Regions from separate parts of the Macaca mulatta genome. Here region 1 is linked to region 2. The links are chromatin contacts, called in public Hi-C maps. All regions are on one chromosome and are shown on one strand. The core of a region is the stretch at or near the end of the contact, and the rest is flanking DNA. Distances in the headings are between cores, read along the strand shown.

Region 1 (4,525 bases), core at 1,399-3,898, 110 kb before region 2:
TCCCAAGACAGTGTCACCACCCCGAGGACTCTCTCTCATTTTCTTTGCCTGGGCCCTCTTTCCACTGGGGAGTCGCGGCCTTCCATCAGCAGAAGTCGATGTTCTCAACCACATACTCTACAACTCTCCGGCGCTTTTCGCCCACTCGGTCCCTCTGAACACGAAGGGCTCTCATCCTGTCACTAAAAAGATTAGCTGTCCCGAGACACGGGAAAAGTCGCCCCTCTTCTTTGCAGGATTCCTCCCTTGAACTTCTCCAAACCCTCTTACGGTGACGTGACCCCACCCCTAGGTAACCGAGGCTGCTTCCTTACCAGCTTCCCGCTCCAGTGAGGCGCCCGGCGGAGGCCAAAGCCAGAACCGTCCGCTGCCAGCTCTGCCACTATCCCTGTGGGGTGAATCTAACAAGGCGCATAAAGACTAACTAGTCCCGTTACTCCCAGTTTTCGCCAAGATGATTGGCTCTTACCACTTGTCCCTCAAAACGACCACCCCATTGATTGGTGGAGATTGCGTCGACGGGGCGGGGCAGAAGAAACCGGAGCCGGACAACAATAACAAACACTGGGGCTGAGGGGCGGAACTACGAGTGCGCAGACGTGAGCCAGAGCGGATTTCCCCTTCCCCAGACAAATTCGGCGCCCACTGGGTCGCCACAGGTCGCTGACCTTAGAGGACTGTTTGCCCGAGACTCGTGGGGCTGGATGGGAATTGTAGTCTTCCTAAGAGTTGTAGGTATTTTTTTTAGGCCTAGTTTTTCCTTTCAAGATACGAAAACATAACAACACTCCAATCCATAACTGTTGACGTGTATAAGCGCGTGGAGGTCTCCAATCTATCCGCTGGATTTCCGTGAGAATTGTGCCCGCTTCGCTATTGGATGTTTCTCTCCATAAGACTACACTTTCCACAAGGAACACTGTGGCAACGACCTTTCATTCCGCAGCGAATGCTGGAAATAGTTCTTTCCGTCCACCCCCCCCCCAACAATCCTTATTTCTTATATTTACCTAAACTAGAGACCTCCATTAGGGCGGAAAGAGTGGGGGAATGGGACCTCTTTTTACGACTGCTTTGGACACTAGGTAGCGATTCTGACTCTCGTATAGCAATTACTGTGACGTAATAAGCCGCAACTGGACGCGTAGAGGCCAGAGGGCCGGCACTTTAGGGCAAACTAGGGTAGAATTCTTCCTCTCCCGTCTCTTTCGTTTTACGTTATCTGGGGGCAGACTGGGTGGCCAATCCAGAGGCCCGAGAGAGACTTGGCTCCTTCTGTCCCGCCCTTCCTCTGATTGTGCCTTGATTTCGTATTCTGAGCAGCTGTTGCTTAGCGGTAGCCAGCTGGTTTCCGTGGCAACGGAAAAGCGCGGGAATTACAGATAAATTAAAACTGCGACTGCGCGGCGTGGGCTCGCTGAGACTTTCTGGACGGGGAACAGGCCGTGGGGTTTCTCAGATAACTGGGCCCCTGGGCCCCAGAGGCCTGCACCCTCTGCTCTGGGTAAAGGTAGTAGAGTCCCGGGTCCAAGTGATGCTTTGGGGGACTGGCGTGGGAGAGAGAGTGGGTATTCTTTTGGGGGGGGAGCGGTGGCGGAAGCTGAGAGGCGTAAGGAGTTGTGAACCCTGGGGAAGGGGCAGTTTGTAGGTCGCGAGGGAAGCTCTGAGGATCAGGAAGGGGGCACGGTGTGTCCGAGGGGGAATCATCGTGATAGGAACTGAAATATGCCTTGAGGGGGACACCACGTCTATAAAAACATCGGCTGGTCACGAGGTCAGGACTTCCAGACCAGCCTGACCAACATGGTGGAACTCCGTCTCCACTAAAAATACAGAAATTAGCCGGGCGTGGTGGCGCTCCAGCTACTCAGGAGGCTGAGGCAGGAGAATCGCTAGAACCCGGGAGGCGGAGGTAGCAGTGAGCCGAGATCGCGCCATTGCCCTCCAGCCTGGGCGACAGAGCGAGACTCTGTCTCAAAACAACAGACAAAAACACCGGCTGGTATGTATGAGTGGATGGGACCTTGCGGAAGAAGAGATGCCAGGAATACGTCTGGGAAGGGGAAGAGACAGGGTTTTGTGGGAGGGAGAACTTAAGAACTGGATCCAATTGCGCTATTGAGAAAGCGCAAGAGGGAAGTAGAGGAGCGTCAGTAGTAACAGATGCTGCCGGCAGGAATGTGCTTGAGGAGGATCCTGAGATGAGAGCAGGTCACTGGGAAGGTTTAGGGGCGGGGAGGTGCTGATTGGTGTTGGTTTTGTCGTTGATTTTGGTTTTATGCAAGAAAAAGAAAGCAGCCAGAAACATTGGAGAAACCTAAGGTGACCACCACTTACCCGGTCAGTCACTCCTCTGTAGCTTTCTCTTTCTTGGAGAAAGGAAAAGACCCAAGGGCTTGGCAACAATATGTGAAGAATTACAGAATGTATGTTGTTTAATTACAAAGAGCCACTTCTAGAACCTTTAAAAAAATAAAGGATTTTGTCATTAGCTCTATGGTTTGTATTCTAAAACCTTCAAAATCTTAAATTTACCTTATTGTAAAATGATAAAATGAAGTTGTCATTTTATAAACCTTTTTTCAAACTATATATATGTATATATATATTTTTTCTAATGTGTTTAAGTTCATTGGAACAGAAAGAAATGGATTTATCTGCTGTTCGCGTTGAAGAAGTACAAAATGTCATTAATGCTATGCAGAAAATCTTAGAGTGTCCAATCTGGTAAGTCAGCACAAGAGGGTATTAATTTGGGATTTCTGTATGATTATCTGCTATGCAAATGAACAGAATTGACCTTACATAGTAGGGAGGAAAACACATGTCTAGTAAGATTAGGCTATTGTAATTGCTGATTTTCTTAACTGAAGAACTTTAAAAATATAGAAAATGATTCCTTGTTCTCCATCCACTCTGGCTCTCCCACTCCTCTCCTGTTCAACACAAAGCCTGTGGTCCGGGAAAGACAGGGACTCTCTCTTGATTGGTTCTGCACTGGGGCAGGAATCGAGTTTAGATTAACTGGCATTTTGGCTTTTCTTCCAGCTCTAAAACCAGCTCCATCACTTGAAATGGCGAAATAAAATCATGGATGAGGCCAGGGACGGTGGCTTAACGTTTGTAATCCCAGCACTTTGGGAGGCCAGGGTGGGAGATCACAAGGTCAGGAGATAGACACTGGCCTAGCCAACATGGTGAAACCCCCTCTCCACTAAAAATACAAAAATTAGCTGGGCATAGCGGCGCGGGCCTGTAATTCCAGCTACTCAGGAGGCTGAGGCAGGAGAATCACTTGAACCGGGAGGCAGATGTTGCAGTGAGCCAGTATCACACCACTGAACTCCAGCAACAGAGCTAAACTCCATCTAAAAAAAAAAGAGATCATGGATGATTGGTGTCCTTAAGGGGATAAGTATTTGGAAGAACCTTTGTCTGAAACTGGCTCTGTACATACAATGAAATTACATACTCATTTACATACAATGAAATGCAGAGGTTTTTTTTATACAGGATTTGTGTCAAGAAGCTGGAGTGCAGTGGTGCTATCACAGCTCACTGCAGCCTCAACCTTGTCAGGCTCAAGCAATCCTCCTGCCTCAGCTTCCAGAGTAGCAGGGACTATAGGTGCACACTACCATGCCCAGCTAATTTTTTTTTTTTTTTTTTGGTAGAGATAGGGTTTTGCCATGTTGGCCATGCTGGTCTCAAACTCCTGACCTCAAGTGAGGCCTTGGCCTCTCAAAGTGTTGGGATTACAGGCGTGAGCCATTGCACCCAGCCATGGTCTGAAAATCTTGATTGAAATACCACCTTTTCATTTCCAGACACTGCTGTTTAAAATTACAACTCCCCCAACACACACTTTATCCTCCATTCCTGCTGCTTCTCCATAACACTTATGATTAGCTGACATTCTATGTAATGTATCCATCCTTTAGTCCCATAGAATGTAAACTCCAGGACGGAGAGATTTTTGTTTTGTTTTCGTACATCTGTATATTCAGTAGTTAGAACGGTACTTGGGACCTAGTTGCCACTCAATAAACATTTGTCAAATACATTAAATAATAAACTAAACTAAATTAGTTCTTTAATTTTTTAAAATATGGTGATGGTTAGTAGTGAGTAACATTCAAAAAATAAGTTGAAAAATTGTACTTATTGCCTCTTACCCACAATAAAAAAGGGTAAATTCAAGGAAATTTTCTTTCGTGCTTTATGAAAGTTGTTTTTCATATTTGAAGTCAAGTTAATCAGATTAAGGAAAATGCAAGTTGTGTTTTCAGAGAGATAACAAGATTTATAAATAACCATCCTCTCCCTTGCCCTTCAGCATTTTAGCTAAACAAAAATAAGAGGAAAACAAGATTTACAATTTATCAATTTATTGAAAATCAGAGCCAGAGAAGCAGGAAATGACATTGTAGGAAAAAACTGCTTTTGAAAAAGCACAAAACTTACTCATGACAATCAGAGTGATCAAAAAAATCCTCAATAGTGTGGCATTTGGATCCCTTTCTCT
Region 2 (4,420 bases), core at 1,012-3,511:
GAAAAAAAAAAAAAGAGTCTAACAATAATAAAACCACCGATACGTATTTGCGTGGCACCTTTTACTTTTTTTTTTTTTTACCTTTTAAAAGTGCTTTTTTGGCCAGGCACGGTGGCTCACGCCTGTAATCCCAGCACTTTGGGAGGCCGAGGCGGGTGGATACCTGAGGTCAGGAATTTGAGACCAGCCTGGCCAACATGGTGAAACCCCGTCTCTACTAAAAATACAAAAACTAGCCGGGCATGGTGGCGCGTGCCGGTAGTCCCAGCTACTCGGGAGGCTGAGGCAGGAGAATCGCTTGAACCTGGGAGGTGGAGGTGGCAGTGAGCCGAGATTGCCTCACTACACTCCAGCTTGGGCAACAGAATTTTGGGGAAAAAAAAGTAATTTTTTACATCGAGGCAATTCGAGTTAATAATATATGTTGCAAATAATTGTGTAAAGATAACTAGAAGCTGGGCGCAGTGGCTCACGCCTGTAATCTCAGCACTTTGGGAGGCCGAGGCTTGCTTGTATGCAGGAGTTTGAGACCATCCTGGGCAATATTAGCGAGACCCTGTCTCTAGAAAAACAAATCAAAACTTAGCTAGGTTTGGCCACTCTAGGCACGCTGCCTATGGGGTAGCCCTGCTCTGCAAAGAGCGGTAAAACATAAAATTAGCCGGTCGTAGTGACACATGCCTGTGGTCCCAGCTATACAGGAGGCTGAGGTGGGAGGATTGCTTGAACCCGGGAGTTTGAGGCTGTAGGAAGCTGTGATCACGCCACCTTGCTCAGCCTGGGTGAAAGAGTGAGATCCTGTATCAAAAAAATAAAATAAAATAAAAATATAACTAGAGCACGCAGCATCATCACTATGTTACAGAAGGGAAAATGAGGAACAGAACGTTAACACCAAAGTCAGAAAGTTTTAAAGGCGTGGTCTCCATGCTTCTGCTTTGCCACTGCAAGACCACAGTGAATTAAGTCTCATCCCTGCCTGGGTTACATAAAGGTACAGTCAGAGCCTGAGATACAATTTAGCTGGACTCCAGTCTACATGTAAGTAACTCCAAATCTGATGTAAGTTCAAGTTTTGGGACTGTTCCTTAACTTTTTTTTTTTTTTTTTTTTTTGAGACACAGTCTGGCTCTGGAGTGCAGTAGCATGATCTCAGCTCACTGCAAGCTCCGCCTCCCAGGTTCATGCCATTCTCCTGCCTCAGCCTCCCAAGAAGCTGGGACTCCTGGCGTCCACCACCACGGCCGGCTAATTTTTTGTATTTTTTAGTAGAGACGGGGTTTCACTGTGTTAGCCAGGATGGTCTCGATCTCCTGACCTCGTGATCCACCCGCCTCGGCCTCCCAAAGTGCTGGGATTACAGGCGTGAGCCACCGCACCCGGCCTTTTTTTTTTTTTTTTTTTTTTTTTTTTTTTGAGATGGAGTCTCCCTCTGTCGCCCAAAGTGGAGTGCAGTGACACGATCTTGGCTCACTGCAACCTCCGCCTCCCGGGTTCAAGCAATTCTCCAGCCTCGGCCTCCCGAGTAGCTGGAACTATAGGCACCTGCCATCATGCCTGGCTAATTTTTGTAGTTTTAGTAGAGACGGGGTTTCGCCATACTGGTCAGGCTGGTCTCGAACTCCTCCTGACTTCAGGTGATCCACCCGCCTCGGCGTCCCAAAATGCTGGGATTACAGGTGTGAGCCACGGCGCCTGGCCTTTTTTTTTTTTTTTTTTTTGAGACAGGGTCTCACTTTGTTGTCCAGACTGGAGTGTAGTGGCGCTATTTCGGCTTACCGTAACCTCAGCCTCCCAGGCTCAAGCGATTCTCCCGCCTCAGCCTCTCGAATAGCTAGGATTACAGGCGCGCGCCACTACCGCCTGGCTATTTTTTGCATTTTTGGTAAAGACGGGGGTTTCACCATGTCGGCCAGGCTGTTCTTGAACTCCTGACCTCAAATGATCCACCCGCAATGATCTCCTGACCTTGTAATCTGCCCGCCTCGGCCTCCCAAAGTGCTGGGATTACAGGCGTGAGCCACCGCGCCAGGCCTATCCCTTAAAATAGTTTTTAATTTGAATAAGGTTTACTGTGAATAAATAAATCGCGGTCTGCTTGAGCCCAAGACCACAGACATTCCTGGTGCCCGTTTTCGTGCTCTCCCAGCTTGCGCCACTGTGGCCCTGGCCCTTTAAGGCTGCGCGCGAGGCCCCGCCTCGCCCGGCGCCCCGCCCCTCCCGCTGGATCCCGCAGCCGCGGCTCTTCCCGACGCGCCCCGCCTTCCCCAGCTGTGCACTCTCAGTCCAGCTGTGCGCTCTCGTCGGGAGTCCCAGCCATGTCAGCCGAGAGAGAGGTAACCGAGGCGGCCACTGTGGTGGCGGCCGCCGAGGCAGGGGCCGGGGAAGACGCCTCTTCGCCGCCTGCGAAAACCGAGAGAATGAGCGACCCCCAGCAGCCCGCGGCCTCGGAAGTGGCCGCCGCCGCCGCCTCGCCGCCGCCGCTGCGCTGCCTGGTGCTCACTGGCTTTGGAGGCTACGACAAGGTGAAGCTGCAGAGCCGGCCGGCCGCGCCTCCGGCCCCTGGGCCCGGCCAGCTGACGCTGCGCGTGCGGGCCTGCGGGCTCAACTTCGCAGACCTCATGGCCAGGCAGGGGCTGTACGACAGGCTCCCGCCGCTGCCTGTCACTCCAGGCATGGAGGGCGCGGGCGTCGTGATCGCAGTGGGCGAGGGTGTCAGCGACCGCAAGGTGAGCGGGTTGCGTAGGGCAGGGCAGGGCTGCGCAGGCCACGGGGCAGTGGGGCACGAGTGGGCGGGCGCCGGGGGTGTGGCAGGGCAGGAGAAACTGGCGCGGACCTGGGTGCACAAGCGTGGAAAGCGTAGCAAAGAAACTTGTGTTTTGGGGCTCCTGGAGAACGGCATTTATGTGGGGAGGGGAGGCGGAATTATCGCCCCTTCCCCAACCTTTTTTAGTTGCGGCCGCCGCCCAGAAGCTGTGCTGGTAGGGGGGGAACAATAAGGCGCCCATGCGCATGCGCACAACGACACCACCGTCCCCACCCACCCCCGCCCCCCCGTTAAAACCACACCTGTACCCCTGCCCACCAAACACTCTCTGGGTAATTGTGGTCTGTGACTGTGAGTGACGGTTAGTACCCCCTTTTCCCGAGGGAGCTTGAGGGGCTATGTCGCCGGGGTTGGGCGGGGGCACAGCGGCCGTGCCAGAGTCCTGGTCACATGCAGCCCCGTGGTCTGTGGGGGTGTGAGGCGGCCCCTCCCAAAGCAAGGCAAGGCCAAGGAGACGAGACACGCCCGTGACGGAGAAGAGAGAGCCTTGCTCCCCCACCGCCACCAGACTTACACCGCCGATCTGGTTTTGGGGTGGGGGAGGCGGGATTGGGTCACCCGATCTTTGTCTTGGGCTCTGTGTCTCCCGTGACTGCAGTATCTCCTCCTTCTGTGACTCAGACATCGGGCCACGACCCGGGGCTGCCCTTCGGAACGCCTGGGGCGGGGCGTGTAGGGGGTACCCACCTCTGCCTTCCTCCTGCAGAGGACCCCCACTTCAGAAACCCCGGTGCCAGGGGTTTGGACTGGAACGGAGAGGTGTGGCGCCTTGAACTGGTTGGCCAAGTCTGCAGGCCTGTTTCTCCTCATTTATCATTAATCTCGGCCACAACCCTGGACACCGGAGAGCTCAAAATGATCAGCTTTTTGAGAGTCCTGGGATGAGGCCTCAGCACTCCATTTGTTTAGGGGTTCCTTTTTCTTTCTTTTTCTTTTTCTTTTCTTTTTTTTTTAGACGGAGTTTCGCTCTTGTTGCCATTCCACTTGTTGAGTGCAATGGCGCGATCTCGGCAACCTCTGCCTCCCGGGTTCAAGCGATTCTTCTGCCTTAGCCTCCCGAGTAGCTGGGATTACAGGCATGTGCCACCGCGCCTGGCTAATTTTGTATTTTTAGTAGAGATGGGTTTCTCCATGTTGGTCAGGATGGTCTCGAACTCCCGACCTCAGGTGATCTCCCCACCTTGGCCTCCCGAAGTGCTGGGGTTACAGACATGAGCCACCGCGCCTGGCCAGGGGTTTCTTTTTAAATCAGACCCCTCAGAAAGAGGCCCCTCAGATGTAGCCTCTTGCAGACCTGCCAGCCCCGGATTCCGGAGCCAGGTTTGTTGAATTCGGGAGCCAGGTTTGTTGGATTCGGGAGCCAGGTTTGTTGGATTCATCGAGTATGCAAACAGCTTCTCCTTAAAGGCTTTCCTCTGAATTCAGCTCTGGCCCCACCCTCAAACTGACTTCTAAATGATCCCACTCTTGAGCAGGCGCTAAGGGGAATATTTTCAGGGGGTAGTTGTAGTTCATGTCACTGCTGAAGGCCACCCACCTCACCTCCCCCCACACACTTTCCGCCTGGTAAATACAGGATATCCTGTCCAGGGC

Evidence for each region. Hi-C and Micro-C count contacts between places; a contact is called where the count stands out from the background.
Region 1: a contact with region 2 is called in a Hi-C map of liver, with 3 times the contacts expected there. The contact joins the promoter of BRCA1 here to the promoter of VAT1 in region 2. A contact is called at or near these places in 3 of 14 Hi-C or Micro-C datasets (fetal cortex germinal zone, fetal cortical plate and liver).

Annotation. Positions count from the first base shown.
Region 1 is chr16:67,490,419-67,494,943 of T2T-MMU8v2.0, reverse strand. BRCA1 (BRCA1 DNA repair associated) reads left to right here and starts at 2,648. Exons shown (of 22, transcript NM_001114949.1): 1 at 2,648-2,727. The coding sequence starts at 2,648. NBR1 (NBR1 autophagy cargo receptor) reads right to left here and starts at 403. Exons shown (of 22, transcript XM_077971879.1): 1 at 315-403.
Region 2 is chr16:67,381,577-67,385,996 of T2T-MMU8v2.0, reverse strand. It overlaps VAT1 (vesicle amine transport 1), which reads left to right and starts at 2,261. Exons shown (of 6, transcript XM_077971895.1): 1 at 2,261-2,525. The coding sequence starts at 2,319.